Regions from separate parts of the Mus musculus genome. Here regions 2 and 3 are each linked to region 1. Evidence: chromatin contacts called from public Hi-C and promoter capture Hi-C data. All regions are on one chromosome and are shown on one strand. Each heading gives the region's core, a stretch centred on a gene start, on an enhancer-like site or on the middle of the called end of the contact. The rest is flanking DNA. Distances are from core to core; before and after follow the strand shown. Region 1 has its middle 6.2 kb from the start of Gm38910. Region 2 overlaps Lrp6 (low density lipoprotein receptor-related protein 6). Region 3 overlaps Borcs5 (BLOC-1 related complex subunit 5).

Region 1 (3,584 bases), core at 607-3,106:
GAAGCCCAAAGCGGGTTTTGCTCAGGCCCAAAGACATTCCTGGAATTCCTGGTGGTCTTATTTACTGAGACTGGGAGTGGAGAAGCTGAGGTGTGGGGTGGAGGTGGAGTGGAGGTCCGGGGTGCAGGGATTGTGTGGCGAGAAGGATGGAGAATCTAAGTCTGACCAACTCTCTAACTGGACATAAGAAATTTAAGACTGCAGTCCACATGGTAGACCTTCAAAGGTGTATGCTGTATTCTTTCTTATCTTACTTCAGAACTGCCTGGAAAAAAAACCAGAAATCTCTTTTACAGGATGTAAGCTGGTTGTTTTATAGGGTCCTTTCCCAAACATTAGGGCCACTTAGACCCAAACCAAAGGGGTGTTATGCCAGACAGATAGCAACTCCTGGCCTATTCTTAAGGAATTGGGGTCCTAGGAGGACTTAGTCTTCTGGCTAGAGCTCCTTTGTCCCGATTGCTAGTCTAATGCTATGCTCACCGTGTGTCAAGAGAGTGAAAATGAGCAGTCTTCAGAGTCTACTGTTTCTCCTTCGTTCCGTATCTATATCTGTCTATGTATCTATCATCTATGTATGTATGTATGTATGTATGTATGTATGTATGTATGTATGTATCTATCTATCTATCTATCTATCTATCTATCTATCTATCTATCTAATTTCGAGATAGGATTTCTCTGTATATCCCTGGAATTCACTCTGTAGACCAGGCAGTCCTTGAACTCAAAGAGAATTATCTATCTCTGTTGGCATTAAAGGCCTGGGCCCCCAATTGCCCGGCTTCTTTTGTTTTTCTTTTTTTCATTTTTCTTTCTTTTTGGTGATATTGGGGATTTGAACCGAAGGGCCTGTGTATGCTCAACAAATACTCTACCACTGAGCTATATCCTCAGTCCTTTAAATATTTATACACACACACATATGTGTGTGTATATATACATATATATATAATTTTGAGAAAGAGTTTCACCAAGTAGCCTAAGATAACCTCAAACTTCCTCAGTAAGTCATGTGGGCTTTGAGCTTTCCATCGTTCAGATATAGTCACCCAAGCATTCAGATATAGTCACTCAAGCTGCTGGGGTTATAAACTGGTTTCCACCAGTTTGCATTTACTCCTTTTGGGAATGTTTAAATGGAGCTGAGAAGACGGCTCAGTCAATAAAACGTCTATGTCAGAATATAAGGTCCCGAGTTCAGATCCCCGGCACCCAAGTAAAGCCCAGGCTAAACTTAGTGGCAGCATCTTTAGTCCCAGGCCTTTCTAACTCAGTGCTGGGAGGCTAGGATGAAAACAGGCAGATCCTCGAAGCTCATTGGCTGGCCAGCCTGGCCCAACCCATCAGGTCCGGGATCAGTGAAAGACCTTGATTCATAGTTACATTTCCTGTTACTTTTACGACTCCCTTACAGGGAAAACAAAAACAAAATAAAAAAAAAAACCTTAAGGGAAAAGGTGAGTTATTTGACTCACAGTTTTGTTACAGTCTCATGTTTGTTTCAGGGGAATTCAAGGAACTTAAAACAGCTAGGCATATTCGCAAGGTAGAGCAGAGTGAGCAAATGTATGCACGCTTGTACTCAGCTTGCTTTCTCCAAGTTGGCTCCTAACTCACAGAAATCTGCCTTCCTCACCTTCCTGAGTGCTAACTAAATGTGTGCTTCCACCATTTTTTTTTTAAAGAAGGGTCTCTATTGTATCAAAAGCACAAGTTTCTCCTATGCTACCAGAGGTTTGCTCACTTCTTGGAGCTAACTGGAACTCTTTCTTCTTTAATACTCCATAGAGAGACTGAAAACACAGACTTTGGACAATGGCTACACTGAGTGTAGCCCAGTAAACTCTGACCCCACGACCTCTGCAGTGTGTAACTGACTTCTAACCAGAGTTTCACTCACTTGCCAACACAGGATGAGCCAGAGAAAGCCAATTGAAACTCCCACACCAATTGCTTAAGATACTCCACTTCTCGGTAGGCTGTGGAGACTTCACAGGCTACTTTCCACCTCCCCTCTCCAATGATCTCAGATCCCGGCATATCCAAAGCTGGCTATTTCCACTCTGAGTTATCTTTTCATCAACTCTGCTTCAAGTCTCTGCCAGATGCAAGAGGAGGTGGCTGACACCTTCTGCAGCCAGCTCTGGGCATAAATGTCCGCCACACTCATCTGAATTGTCTCCGTTTACTTCCATGCTGCTGGATGAATATTAATAGATGTCATAGAACCCGGTTATGAAAACAGCATCCATTATTAAACATTTGTAAAGTGCTTTACAGCCACTTTGGTGTGGCTCATAAACACCTCCAAAGTACTGATACCCCCCCCGCCCCCCCCCCCCGCCTCCACCACCACCACCCCCGCCCCCATTTTAGAACTGAGAAAATTGAGAAGGAACTAGGAGATTAGGTGGCTCGCCCAGAGCTAGGAGTGGAACATAAATTTTAAGGTCTGTTGTTTATGCGCTGAGGCCAGCCTGCCCTTTGGAATCATTACCATTTTAAAGTATTTGGCCCTGGGTTGAGTGAATATTAAGCAGTAGATCATATTTCAGCCTGGCAGGCGCGAAAGTATTGTTTTTGGTTTGTTTTTCTAACTTTTAGTAGGGGACATATGGGTTGCATTAACTCTACGATGGAGCGCAATTTCAAAGATAGTTTCTCTTCCAAAAAAATTTTCACCGTCGTTTAGCATTTGAAAGTTCAGCCCATGCCATCAGCCTTCTTGTTTTTCTCAAAGTTTTTGCCTTTTGCAGGGAAGTGGGTGGGAGGTCACAAATCTAGCCAGGAGTATAGTTTGTGATTGTGGCTGGGACTGTGGGTGGGGAGAGGATTGGAGACAGAATGGACAAAATTCCTCTCAGGCAAGGCCTGCCTGCTGGCCTTTCCTTCTTCCCTTCCCTTCCCTTCCCTTCCCTTCCCTTCCCTCCCCTTCCCTTCCCTCCCCTCCCCTCCCCTCCCCTCCCCTCCCCTCCCCTCCCCTCCCCTCCCCTCCCCTCCCCTCCCCTCTCCTCCCCTCCCCTCCCCTTCCCTCCCCTCCGCTTCCCTTCTCTTCTCTCTTTTCTTTCTTTCTTTTTTCCTTTCTTCCTTCCTGCTGTCTTTCCTTTCTTCCTTCCTTTCTTTTTTCAGTCTTTTTCTGTCTTTCCTTCCTTCTGTCTGTCTTTCTTTTTCTTTCTTTCTCATGCTCTTATCCCCATCCAAAGTCTTAAGATTGGGAACTGAGATTTATAGCACCTAGTTAGAAAATAAGGATGCTTGTCTCGAAGGAAGGGAGGATGGGAAAGAATGAGTTTTGGTGGCTCCTTGCTATCTGGAAAAAAAAAAAAAAAAAAAAAAAAAAAAAAGCAGCTGTCCCTGTGCCTTGTGTCTGCCACTCTTGTGTATTTAAGAAGGAGAATCCTTGGCAACAACATTTGATCTGGTTGCCACTGTACCTGGTCAGCCCGGCACAGAATGCCCTCCTGGTTAGGGGGCTTAGCTAAGGTCAGTACATTCAGCATTACATATGCAGTTTCAGTGACCGTAAAATAATAGGGCCAGGAAGGTCGTTCAATTGGTGTTTGTCTAGCAGACACCAACCA
Region 2 (3,584 bases), core at 492-2,991, 100 kb before region 1:
CAGGACCTCTGAAAGAGCAGTTAGCGCTCTTAACCACTGAGCCATCTCTCCAGCCCACTGTGTTTTTACAACTTAAAAAAAATGAGGTATGTAAAAAGGGAACAAAAGTCAACTAGAAACAACTTATAAAACAGTGAAATACTCTTAAGAATAAATACCAGCATCCATGAGTCTGTGCAAGTGAACAGCTGGCTAAAGTTGTAGGAGAGAGTCACATGACTCCTCCCAAGAGAATCCATTATAGAAGAAATTACAAAACTGGCACTAGAGCTAACCTCCGAGTGTAGGTAATGCTTCATGGCCATCTAACATGAACCCAGTGAAAGCGATAGTTTTTGAATGTATTCAGAATGGACAGTTTAAACCTGAAGCAGCAGAAGACAGAACAGAGAACACTGCGCTGCGAGGGAGAGACTCGTGTTCTATTCTTTTCCTTGGGGTGGGGGTGGGGACCACCAATATTCCTGAACTTTCAGAAAGAGAAGACTAGAACAGAAGGAACAAAGACTCTGGTGTAAGGATGTTCTTTGGGAAACAAAGAATGGCTAATGTTATGAAAACAGCTTTCTCTTGTTCAAACACAGTAAAACTCTAAAAGCCCAGGAAGCTATCTATCTACTCAGTACCTGTGAGCTACTCAAGTCTGTAAGGCATCCATGCTGGTTTGAATGAGATGCCCCCAAAAGCCTTGGGCACTTGAATAGTTGAATCCCCAGTTGGAAGCTGTGGGGACTAGGAACTATGGCCTTGCTAAAGGAAGTATGTCACTGGGGGTAGACTCTCAGGTTTCAAAATACTTTTGCCAGTTCAAACTTACCTTTTTGCTTCCTGTTTGTGGACTGAGATGTGGGCACTCGCTCAGCTGTTCCAGTGCCATGTCCGCCAGCTGCCTGCCCAAGACAGTGATAGACTCACACTTCTACAGCTCTAAGGCCCAATAAACCCTTCTGTAAGTTGCATTGGCTACAGTGTTTTATCAGTGCAATAGAAAAGTAACTGAGATAGCATAGGATTTTTCTCTAATAACACTGTAGCTAGAATACAGAAGTGGTATTAAAGATCAAAGTCAAGTTATCAGAGTTCATCCAAAAATTAGTTTAAACAAATAATTACAGGGTTGCATTATTTTCTTGTGGTGGTGACATGCTCTGGGGACTGCTGCCAGGGCCTCACACATGCTAAGCAAGTACTTTAGCCCTGAGCTACATCCTCAGCCCTGTAAGCCTGCATTATTACATTCTTTGTAGGTCTAAATTTTTATATTACAGATCACACTTAAAGTTGAATAGTTAGGGAGGAGGGCAAGCTGAAGAATCTATTCTCATCAGAGAGAACTTTCAAAATGAACAGAGATGGAATCTTTAAATAGCTGCTGATACCTGATGATGTAAGAAGTCAAAACTCCTATATCTGTTAACTACTCCGTCTCTGGCAAACTCCTTATCAAGAAGTTCCCAAGTAGTGATCTTTTGCCATTACTTACCCACCTACCCTTTCCAACCCTTCTAAAGACAATAGAAATATCAATGAGTTTTTAAATCTACAGTAGGTTCCCACATCTAAAAAAAAAATTCCAAAACCTTCTGGTCCTAAAATAGTACTTTAGACTCTATTAGTTTAAGAGAATTAATGTACTTGGCAAACATCAACCAATAGCTTTAAATAAACATTTACTAAACCTATCACTTGTGCCAGTAACCGACCAGATTGTATTTTGGAGCTCTGACCCTGACCCCTGGACATGAAGACATGGCTATTGCAATCAGAGCAGCTGTGATCACCCACAGGCAATCCTCATTAACATTCTCTCACAGAAAGCGGGTAGAGGTTTGTTAGTTATGATTTTACTGCTGTGAATGGACACCATGACCAAGGCAACACTTATAACAACATTTAACTGGGGCTCACTTACAGGTTCAGAGGTTTAGTCCTCCTTCATCATCAAGGTGGGAGCAGGGCAGCATCTAGGCAGGCATGATGCGGACAGAGCTGAGAGTTCTTCATCTGAAGGCTACTAGTGGAAGACTGACTTCCAGGCAGCTAGGAGTAGGGTCTTAGAACCCACACCCACATAACACACCTAACCCAACATGGCCACACATACTCCAAAGGCCACACCTCTAAATAATGCCACTCCCTGAGCCTAGCATACACAAACCATCACAGGGGTGAAGGGTCTGCTCACCAGGCAATTAATGAAGGGCTCAAGAGTTAATACGGCACTCAAGGAAGTGGGGGAAGGTGAGGCCCCACCCTCCCCAAGAATATATAAGAAGTTAGTAATCACTGAGAGGGAGACTCTTCGTTGATGGTGCTGCCTATGAATTACCCATAAATCTCCCATAGGTAACTCCTCAGCCAAAGTAAGCTCACAGGCTCACCAAGCTCACTTGACGAAAGCATGTCCTCAGCCTATCACTGGTCTGCTACCTGGAATGAATTCACAGCTAGTCATCCCTCTCCATGAGAAGTCACAGACAGCTTAGCAGAAAAGGGCCTGTCAGAGAAACTGAGTTACTAAAGAGCTACAGCTCCCAACAAGTTTCTTTACATTAATAGTGAATAGCTCTGAAGCAAGTAAAAAAAAAAAAAAATGCCATCTGCAATCCAAATTCCTTTTAGTAAATCTTCCAAGGAAAGTAAATTATCCTTTCTTAACCTAAGAGACAGTTAGTTAAGAGAATAATCATCAGAAACTGTTACAGCTAAAAAGAACCTTAAACATTGTTTAGTTCAAGTGGTCTTATTGCCCAAAATATAAACACTAAAGATTATGTAAATTATTTAAGGTCACTTGCTTAAATATAAAATAAAAAATGAAAGTAAGGGTCCTGTATTGTAAAATGTTTCAAAAAAAAAATTGAGACTCCCACTCTTCCCTACTTAACACTGACATAAGCTTGAAGATACAGACTCCATCCTGTCAAGAAGGGAAGATAGTAAAACCTTTTCCCCTGAGCTCAAAGCTCAAAGGAATAATCCGGGGTGGTGAGGGGCCCCGGCTCAGGGCCCTGTATATACTAAACAAGTAATATTGGACATAGCCTGAGCTATGCCTACAGCTGAGGAATAAAGTACTTTAAGAAGACTAGGACTGAAACTAAAAGTTTCACTGCCCATATTAAGTGGCTTTATATTAAATATAGGATGTAAAACCAAAACAGCAGCATTTTTTTTAAAAATGGCTCAAGAACAAGTGAGTTCAGAACTACGCTACCAAAATGTTAAGTACGAGCATGCATTAGACTGTTCTGAAATTTTATAGATGAAACTATCCAGAGACCTAATCAAAATGAATCATCTTGCCTGGTGAGGCAGTCAGGAAAGCCCGACAGCACCTATCATCGGCTCCCTTTGTTCATACTTGAGTGCCAGACTGAGAGCCTAATGAGACAGCAGCGCACACGTGCTCACAGGCTGCTCTGGCTCCTGTAGGCTATAGCACAGTAACTGTCTCTACGACTGTATTATGTCAACAAACGTCCAATAGGGGCTCACATGCTTACTATGAGCCCCTATGTACCCCTGAAAGACATATAGTAACAAGAACAAGGCAAAATCATGCTTGAGAAATTAATGACAGA
Region 3 (3,584 bases), core at 444-2,943, 100 kb after region 1:
GTACCTCAGCATTTCTTTCCCTTTGTTTTTGCTGAGACTTTGGTTCTCTGTAGTCAGACACTCATCTGCCTTCCATATAATGTGCAATGCTCATAACTGAAGTCTCCAAAATCTGCCAAATGTTGGCTATGGCCAGTCTCAACTCGTGTTCTGTGCCTCCTGTTGTGTCCACCCTGCTAGAATAATCCGTGTCTGACTTCCCTGAGACACTCCTCCTTCATCAGACAGCAGCCTAACCATCCTCTGTCCCTTATCAGAAGGAAGGGTTTGCTTCTTCCTTAGACTTTGGAAAATGTTTTCTGGATTAATTTGCATAGTTACACCTACTGTGAGTGGGAAATGATGTGGACCCCTAGACTTATCAGTCATGAGCAACCATCCAGTCTAGTTTATACTAGCTATAATATAATAGCTCCTGGCTGATGGCAGGGGTGGTATTACCAAATCCTTAGTCTGATGTCACCATCCCAGGTTCATTCTTCAGGCCAATGGTAGAGGAGTTTAGTGAGGTCTTTATCTCAACCACACCTGCAGTTGTTCTCTGGGTCGCAGGGGCAGTGCTCATGCTGTGAGATCCTCAGAGGGATTACAGAGCACTTAGCTAATCCGGGTTGCCACTGTGTAAGAATACCAGAATGTTATTTAACTTGTACAGACTTACTTTCCTTTCATCTCGGACATTGAAACAAGGAGTCCTAAAATGATAGCTCTGTGTGTTTGGAGGTTTTCATCTGTCTGACTGTCTTTCCCAATTTTTTCTCTGACTTTTGGGGCCCAGTACTTGATATTAGCCTTCCATCCCCAGGGTCTCAGTATTAGGCCTGGAGCTGAGAATTATAGTGAGTGTGAGACTCTGATGCATACATAGTTCCTGTCTAGCCTTCTGTCTTACGCCCACACACCCTGACTGAGCTCTTTCTTTCTCTTATTTGCTGCTGTCTACAGCCTTTTCAAGTCCAGGGAGGGGCATGATCTGCCAGATCGAACAGGTTTTGTTTAGGGTACTAACACAGGTTTTAAGATTTCTTTCTTAGTTAGACATAGCTCAGAAGGGAAGCCAGCATAAAGGGAAGCTGGGCAAGCCATAAAATAATAATTGGAACAGTGATGACGCCATTCAGATTCCCCAGCTGCTGGTATCTCTTCATTCTCTCAAAGACATGAGTAAATTGTGTTCCTTTACTGAAACACTTGGGTAGAGTATTTGAACAAAGGAAATGGGGTCATTTCAAAATGTCCAGTATGCGGTAATCAATGCCACTCAGCCTGTGGTGTAATTAATGGAAACACTGGCGACAGTCTGCCCATTGTTTGTCCTTGCACAACAGGAAGTGGCAGGGCACTAGAGAGCCCAAGGAGGTTTACGTAATGCAGAAGGAAGTGGCTAGAGCTCTGCTCAGCCTGGCTTTCTAACTCCAGCCTGTGGCTCACCTGAGCGCCTTCCTCGTCCTAGCACACAGAGACCATGCATTTTGTTGAGATCACCCTTTGAGTTTTGACCTTATTTAACAATAGATTTTTGTAAATGTTGTCCCGAGAAACTTACTTTTAGATCTTATACAATTATATTTTGTGGCTAGGCAGAACAAATTATGGAAAAGAAAATATGGTCAGCAGGCTTAACTGTGGACCTGCCTGGGACAGTGCTGTGGTGGCTCTTGGAGTCGGGAGATCTGGACTTGGGTGTTGGCTGTCCATGTCAGCTGGGTGACGTGAGGTGAACTGCCTATGACTCTGGAGCAGCCTTCCTCTATTAGAGGACATCTTGCAGGGCTCTCGGCTTTCCCTGCTTTGTGTGAGGTCCAGGTGGTGCCTGTCGGGTGAGGTGTGCAAAGAGATGCCAGCCCCGCAGTAGCCACTCAGAATGTCCATTTTAGATCTGGTAATGCATTACTTACTTTTTTTTTTTTTTTTTGGAAAAAGTAAATGCTGGTGTTTATGGTAGAAATCAAGTGTTTTCTTACTGGAAAACACTAAAAATTGGTATATAGATTCCTTCATTGGGGTTTTGAAAACCATTTGCTTGCTCTGACATTTGAATGAATGGATTCTATAAAGAAGAGGAGCAAAAGTTAAGTGGACGCGGCTGCCTTCGAGCTGCCTTACTGGGACAGGTTGGGTGACCTTGGGCGCATTTTTGTCTTTTCAGAATCCACTTCCCATGTTTAGCAGGAAAATGATACTTCCCTTGAGGAGTGTCATGGGACCTAAAGGTAAGGCGTGTAGAATGTACAGTCGTGTCTGCCATTTCCCGGATACTCAGGAGACAGTAGCTGTAACTTGCAAATTATCTGTCACACTTGTTAATATAATGAGCGAACCAGAGAATATTGTTTACTAGGCTCCATCTTCCAGGTCACTCTGTGGATGGCCAAAAGCGCCGGTCCCAACACTGTGTTTGCGTTTTCTGTAAATCAGCTTAGCTGCGACTTGCTGGAGTGAAGTTTTGTTCTTTAATTTCCAGAGTTAGAGTCTATGCGTGAGAATAAAAGGCTGGACCTTATTCTGAAAGCTGTTCTTGCAGCCTATTTAGAATGATGGTCTTCAGGACTTTCCTTGGGGAAACAAGGTCACTCCAGAATAGCAGTATGTGGTAACACACAGCATTCAGCCTGTAGTATAATTAATGAGAACATCTATCCACTGTCATTGTGCAAGAGAGAGTCATTCAGAAAAGAGAACGCTGAGTCTTCCGTGGGAATGGAAGGGGTGATCTAAAGGTAGACCAGAAGGCCGGAGAAAACTTAGGTGACCCAGAAAACTTGTGAGTTGAGCATGGCCCACTCCAGGCTTTCGGTGGTCTGAATCCCCATTAGACATGAAGCGGCAGTGTGACGTGAATAAAGAGGGGTTGATGGGCCATAATGGGTTGGCGTTGCATGACAGCGGGGCCACCTGTAGGAAACCTAATGACCAGGGTGGGTGTAGGATGGAGACCTTGACGGTGCCTCCAGTCAGGAGCGGAAGAGAAATAGCCTGACTGCAAATATCCTTTCGCTGTATATACATACATCAAACTGTCCTCCATAAGGATTCTTTTTTTTTTTTTTGGTTTTTGAGACAGGGTTTCTCTGTATAGCCTTGGCTGTCCTGGAACTCACTCTGCAGACCAGGCTGGCCTCGAACTCAGAAATCTGCCTGCCTCTGCCTCCCGAGTGCTGGGATTAAAGGTGTGCACCACCATGCCTGGCAGCTCCATAAGGATTCTTATTTTTTATTAAAAAATAAAAGAAGACTGTGGCCAGTACCAGCCAATGTCAGAACAAGAAAGAAGGGGCTCTGAGAGAGAGGGGTGCTCTGCGTTCTTCATTGTCCCTTGTCACAAGAAAGCATGGGGCTGAGCACCCAGCTTCTCTCTTGCTAGTTGCTCTGTGGCCTGCGCTCTCAGTTTCCTTGGGTTTGTAATGTTTTACTTGGCCACAGTGATTTGTTTGAGGGCCACTGGGCAGTGTTTAGTTCAGGATTGCCAAGTGGGTTTCATCATCCTGAACTCTAATCCTTTGCAGTTGGCCACCTGGGGTCCAGTGTCAGGACAGGCTCCCATTCCAGGTCAGATTTAGAACAGCCTGTGCTTAGTGCTATTA

What was found. A called contact is a pair of places that touch in the nucleus more often than the background predicts. Capture Hi-C pulls out chosen DNA fragments and counts their contacts.
Region 2: a Hi-C map of liver shows a contact between it and region 1, with 3 times the contacts expected there. The contact joins two enhancer-like sites. A contact is called at or near these places in 2 of 15 datasets of contacts at CTCF or cohesin (the NIH/3T3 cell line and large pre-B cells), 42 of 484 Hi-C or Micro-C datasets (the AML12 cell line, B cells, CD4 T cells and 17 more), 7 of 115 datasets of contacts at active chromatin or transcription factors (bone marrow-derived dendritic cells, bone marrow-derived macrophages, embryonic stem cells and 3 more) and 1 of 9 other capture datasets (embryonic stem cells).
Region 3: a contact with region 1 is called in a promoter capture Hi-C map of liver. The contact joins two enhancer-like sites. A contact is called at or near these places in 1 of 115 datasets of contacts at active chromatin or transcription factors (embryonic stem cells) and 3 of 9 other capture datasets (adipose tissue, liver and pancreatic islet).

The regions. Positions count from the first base shown.
Region 1 is chr6:134,600,030-134,603,613 of GRCm38.p6, forward strand. No RefSeq gene overlaps it. Among named protein-coding and RNA genes, the nearest start is that of Gm38910, 6.2 kb to the right of the region's middle. Within about 2 kb of position 1,857, at least 74 of the 459 cell types and tissues checked have an H3K27ac peak or open chromatin away from gene starts, as enhancers often do. A contact at or near this core is called in adipose tissue and liver, where this site is marked.
Region 2 is chr6:134,497,565-134,501,148 of GRCm38.p6, forward strand. The region is part of intron 7 of Lrp6 (low density lipoprotein receptor-related protein 6); the gene reads right to left. Among named protein-coding and RNA genes, the nearest start is that of Gm52921, 48 kb to the left of the region's middle. Within about 2 kb of position 1,742, at least 21 of the 459 cell types and tissues checked have an H3K27ac peak or open chromatin away from gene starts, as enhancers often do. A contact at or near this core is called in liver, where this site is marked.
Region 3 is chr6:134,699,723-134,703,306 of GRCm38.p6, forward strand. All of the region lies in intron 3 of Borcs5 (BLOC-1 related complex subunit 5), which reads left to right. Among named protein-coding and RNA genes, the nearest start is that of Gm36328, 52 kb to the right of the region's middle. Within about 2 kb of position 1,694, at least 183 of the 459 cell types and tissues checked have an H3K27ac peak or open chromatin away from gene starts, as enhancers often do. A contact at or near this core is called in adipose tissue and liver, where this site is marked.